Regions from separate parts of the Mus musculus genome. Here region 1 is linked to region 2. Evidence: chromatin contacts called from public Hi-C data. All regions are on one chromosome and are shown on one strand. Each heading gives the region's core, a stretch centred on a gene start, on an enhancer-like site or on the middle of the called end of the contact. The rest is flanking DNA. Distances are from core to core; before and after follow the strand shown. Region 1 overlaps Hivep1 (human immunodeficiency virus type I enhancer binding protein 1). Region 2 holds the start of Smim13 (small integral membrane protein 13).

The links. Hi-C and Micro-C count contacts between places; a contact is called where the count stands out from the background.
Region 1: a contact with region 2 is called in a Hi-C map of regulatory T cells, with 7 times the contacts expected there. The contact joins the enhancer-like site here to the promoter of Smim13 in region 2. A contact is called at or near these places in 1 of 39 promoter capture datasets (cranial neural crest), 1 of 484 Hi-C or Micro-C datasets (regulatory T cells) and 3 of 115 datasets of contacts at active chromatin or transcription factors (double positive thymocytes, microglia and pancreatic cancer cells).

Annotation. Positions count from the first base shown.
Region 1 is chr13:42,094,608-42,097,307 of GRCm38.p6, reverse strand. The region is part of intron 2 of Hivep1 (human immunodeficiency virus type I enhancer binding protein 1); the gene reads right to left. Among named protein-coding and RNA genes, the nearest start is that of Hivep1, 44 kb to the right of the region's middle. Within about 2 kb of position 1,282, at least 114 of the 459 cell types and tissues checked have an H3K27ac peak or open chromatin away from gene starts, as enhancers often do. A contact at or near this core is called in double positive thymocytes, microglia and regulatory T cells, where this site is marked.
Region 2 is chr13:41,248,375-41,251,208 of GRCm38.p6, reverse strand. It overlaps Smim13 (small integral membrane protein 13), which reads right to left and starts at 1,365. Exons shown (of 2, transcript NM_001135577.2): 1 at 895-1,365. The coding sequence starts at 970.

The DNA of each region.
Region 1 (2,700 bases), core at 33-2,532, 850 kb before region 2:
AGCAGTCATCAGGAACAGTGTGGGAAACCAGAAAAGTGTGCCATACCACACCATGTCAGCTGTGCTGCACACTTTACACATTTACACACATATGTACATATTTATACAAATATGTGTAAATGTTTATGTATAGATGCACATGTAGCTTCATATATATATATACACATATACATATATACATGAACTATTATGAATGACCGATTCTTGTGAGTATATGACCTTCCAATTCTTCTTCAATGAATATAGATGAACACAGTGTCATTTCTTCTGCCATGAAGGGAGCAAGGGACATCATACTGTTCTTCCTAAAGCACAAACCCTCGGATCAAGCTAGTTTTTAGGGGCTCCTCAGGCAAATGACTGAACCAAGTATAACACTATAGAACACTTCAGACTGCCACCAACATTGACAGATAAGTAAATGAATGCCAAACAGGCACTTTTTATGCACTGCTGAGAGCTGAGAGCTATGAGAACACAAAAGTCATTAGCTTTCAAGTGCAGTTCTCTCTCCTTGGACAGGAAAAGGCAAGATGACCCATTTTCCTGGTACTAACCATTGGGGGCTCACATTTCTGCGTGAGGTTAATGAAAATGTACGCCCCTTAAATGTTACTGTTCTAGTGAGAAGCTTGATCAGAGAAAAAAATAATGTTGCCCTTAAATAGCCAACAAGTAGTGTGCTGGTATCAAGATGCTCACCCCCTGCATCTGTGCTGAGGCTGAAAGCCACGGGCCAGCACAGCGGCTTCTCTCCTACACTCCCATGCCTTCCTCATCGCAGGGGAGTTGATAGGGCCGCAAAAGGAAAGTCGTTGTTCTTCTCTCTCCATACATACACACATAACCTTCAGCTGCAGCACCCTGCTGCCTCCCTGGCTGTAGTCAAGGCAAGGTTCTCCCTTTTCTAAGCCCCTGAGAGCCTCTTCACTGTGAGCCAGTGCCTAGTGAGGGAGGGCTTGGGACTCCTCTGCTGGTCTCTCCACAGGAGACAGGCAGGCACTGTATGCTCTGTCAGCACGCAGCATGGCGAACTCACTGAACTTGGTGCTTCCCCTTCCCATGGGCCTCTTCTCCTCACTGTTCACCTCTGTCTACTGCTGCTGCTGCTCTGACCTTCCACAAACCTTACAACAGGAAACACAACTTTCCAGTGAACCAGAAACTGTCAGTAAGAATACAATTTTTTTTAAGACTCAGTACAATTTGACTAGACAGAGCACCAAACAGTCCTGTCCACACACCACAGTAGAGATCAGTAACAAGCCATGCCCCTTGTCTCTCACACTCCGTTCTGAAACACCAAGGGAAATAGGTCACTGCAGAGACTGCCTCCCTTGCCACCTCTGAGGACATGTGGACTAAAGCAGCTGCACGGAAAGTCTCCTGGTCTGCGGGGCGGGTGCTGGAGTCGGGTGGGCGGGCTCAGTGGTTGAGAGCACAGAACACTTGCAGAAGACCTGAGGTTGGTTCCTAGCACTCATGTCAGGAGGCTCACCGTCATCTGTAAATCCAGTTCGAGGGCATCTGACGGCTCTTACCCACTTGGGCATCTGCACACCTATACACATATCCACAAACCGGCATGTAAATACACATGTAGTTTAAAATGAAATCCTTAAAGCTGCAAAATATAAAGGCATTTAATCCAGCTACAGGAAATGCAGTTTTTCTAATAATGAAAACCACAATTTTTTTCAAAGATGTGGTAACGAGATCTTTACTTCACCCCTCGAGGTCAAGTTCTAAGCCCAGGTCTTAGGGCAACACTCCCAGCCACTTCAACACCAATGGCACATCACAGCACTGGCTACATCACAGCACTGGCTACATCACAGCACTGGCTACATCACAGCACTGGCTACATCACAGCACCGGCTACATCACAGCACCGGCTACATCACAGCACCGGCTACATCACAGCACCGGCTACATCACAGCACCGGCTACATCACAGCACCGGCTACATCACAGCACCGGCTGCATCACAGCACCGGCTGCATCACAGCACCGGCTGCATCACAGCACCGGCTGCATCACAGCACCGGCTGCATCACAGCACCGGCTGCATCACAGCACCGGCTGCATCACAGCACCGGCTGCATCACAGCACCGGCTGCATCACAGCACCGGCTGCATCACAGCACCGGCTGCATCACAGCACCGGCTGCATCACAGCACCGGCTGCATCACAGCACCGGCTGCATCACAGCACCGGCTGCATCACAGCACCGGCTGCATCACAGCACCGGCTGCATCACAGCACCGGCTGCATCACAGCACCGGCTGCATCACAGCACCGGCTGCATCACAGCACCGGCTGCATCACAGCACCGGCTGCATCACAGCACCGGCTGCATCACAGCACCGGCTGCATCACAGCACCGGCTGCATCACAGCACCGGCTGCATCACAGCACCGGCTGCATCACAGCACCGGCTGCATCACAGCACCGGCTGCATCACAGCACCGGCTGCATCACAGCACCGGCTGCATCACAGCACCGGCTGCATCACAGCACCGGCTGCATCACAGCACCGGCTGCATCACAGCACCGGCTGCATCACAGCACCGGCTGCATCACAGCACCGGCTACATCACAGCACTGGCTACATCACAGCACTGGGGCCTAGAGGGCCACCAAGTGACCCACCGGGGAGGAATCCCTTGTGTTGAGCTAAAGAACAAGAGGAGGGAGCA
Region 2 (2,834 bases), core at 116-2,615:
AAAATTTAAATACACATATAGGTGTCTAAATATGTAAGTGCATATCTTTCCAAATATAGCTACTGGACTGAGCATTAACTATGTAAGAATAAGCTTTACAGTATTTATAAAATTTTAACCCAATACTCCATCACTTCAAACCCATACTTGGTCTTCTAAATACCAGTGCTTACTGTCATTTATTTGAAATACTCTCCAAACTCTCACAATTGTTCAGTCTCCTGGCTGAGACCTGTGGTTATCAGCTATGTGCATAACGAATTAAGAGGGATGGAAAACACGCCATGAGAACAGTTTAACGTTCCTTCCCTCCTGGGAAGAGAAGTACACAGCAGCAGACCAAACAGCCCCAGGACAGCAGAACCAAGATAAGGTTCCCTGACCCTGGAAGTTTATTACCGCCAGTGGTGTTTTTTTTTTTTTTTTTTTTTTTTTTTTTTTTTTTTGGCTCTGCCCATTATCAAGTAGGCTGGGAATTTGGTTAAAGCCTGAACTTGGAAGTAAACAAACAGCTTCACGTGCGCTGGAAACCCAAAAGGTGATGAAATCTCTCACTAGGTTCAGAACATCCAAATAAAAAGATGAAACCGATCACTGCTCCTTCGAATACAGGCCACGGTGAAAGATCTGGGTAGGCTGTGGCATTATGGCAACCAAGGACAAACCTGCCGGGGAAGCAGAAACGTGCTTCTACCTCGAGTCAGGATGCCAGACCTGAAGGTTCGCTGAGCCTGAAGGTTCGTGATGCCCGGGCGACCTGCCCTGAGCAAGAGGCATGACTCCTCTAAACTCGGTCTTGGGAGCCCGGTGGCCACCGAGACCACCGAGGTGATCACCGTGGACACTTGTCCACGCGAGCTTTCCCGACCGCCCCCGGCGTTACCCCCCACTCACCGCACACCATCAGCAACAGGACGATCAGCAGCGTGGCCACGAACACCAGCAGGGTCAGCCCCACGTTGTGCCACATTTTGAGAGCTGGGGGGTGGGCGCGGGCTCAGCGGCGGGCGGCAGAGCGGCGGGGCGGCATGGACCGCGGGTGCCCGAGGGCAGCGCCCCCAGGGGGCGGAACTTGGCGGTGCGGGGGCGGGCCGCGACGGGACCGGCCCTCAGACCTGCCCCCGGCCGGGGCGACCGAGTCGCTGGTGGAGCGGGCCTTGGGACGCCACTACCGCCTCCTCATCGCTCCGGGGAGCCGGAGCCACGGCGAGCGGAGAGGCCGGCGACGGACGGACGCGCTGCCATGGCGGACGTCGAGGCGGGGAAAGAGTGATCTGGAGGTGGCGCGGCGAACGCCAGGCCCTGGCTGCAGCTCACTCGAGGTCCCCCTCCTCCCTCGGAGACGCCAGATGTCAACCACTCCCCGAGGCCGCTGCAGCTGCTCCTCCGCTCCCCGCCCCCTCCCCCGCGGTAGCTCATCACCAAGCACCCACTCCGCAGCGACTCAGCCGCTGCGCGAGGCCTGCTGGGTAATGTAGTGCAAAGATCGGCGAGAGCTCCAGGTCTCCGCCCAGCAACGAACTACCACTCCCAGGAGTCAACGCTGCTCCGGCTTCTCCTTGCTCTCCTTTCCCGTCCCCTGTGCCTTTGGTGTTCTTGAGCCGCCACCTCCAACTTAGAGACTGCTGATTCTTGTTCTCAAGACTGTGCGTCGGACTGTCTCCCTGCCGAGGTGCCAGTTACATTTCAGCCGTTAATTCAAATACAAAATTGGTTTTAGTGAGCAAAAGGGAAAAGAGGATGGCTGTTGCCTGAAAAACAGGTTGTACTTGAACCCAACCTATTGCTCCCGGCAAAGGTTAGTTACTTGTGAGGAAATAAGTCCCCTGACGTCAGAATCTGGAAAGCCTTCCCCCTCCCCCAGCAACAGATGTTGTGTTGTGTTTTCACAGATAGTACGCTTCAGAAGTAACTGGTGAGTGACTTAGAGACATCTGTGCTCTTAATTCACCTACCTGTTTAGCAAGTTTCGTTCTGTTGTCTCCTTTAATTCAAGCAACATCTGGCCAACAGCCAAAGGTTTTGCCACATTTGCTTGAACTAACTTCTGAAAAACAAGGTATTTATCTCAAGTCCTTTTTTTCTATTTGAAATTAAAACTCCCAGTTCTGCCACATCTGTTAACGCAAGAGGTGATCAGCCCTTTCCTCCCTGAGAAATCAAGGCTTTCGCCTTCCACTGCAACTCTGTGCTAGCCATTCCCAGATGCCCTACTGTGTAAACTGCTTTCCAGCTAAGACGCAGCATAAAAATACATCAAGGCATTACTGGCTTTGCGCAAGATTTAATATACAGTTCCTGTGGAGAGAGTTGAGCTCGATGCAATAAATTTAGAAATCAACTTATTCATTTTTAGCAGATGATCCAACTCACTTGCATAACGGAGCACGTTTGATTTACAATCTGGTTGAAAGGAATACATTTGAATAGATCTAGTTCAAAAGAAATCAGGAAGAATCCAGACCTTTTTACCTTCTCTTTCATTCACATACAACAAACACTTCTGTGTGCTCTGGACTTCTTTGAGGTGCCAAGGATAAAGCCATGGCAGGGGCTGGTGAGATGGCACTGACTGCCCTTTCCGAAGGTCCTGAGTTCAAATCCTAGCAACCACATGATGGCTCATGACCATCCGTAATGAGATCCGATGTCCTCTTCTGTCAGAAGACAGCTAGAGTGTACTTATGTATAATAATAAATAAATCTTTAAAAAAAAGTCATGGCAATACAGACAATAACATAAATAGGGGTGTGCAAGGATTGCAAATCCCCAATGAAAATAAGTAAAGCACTGTGGCGAACATGGGGGTGTTGAGATTGTAGTCATCGAGAAA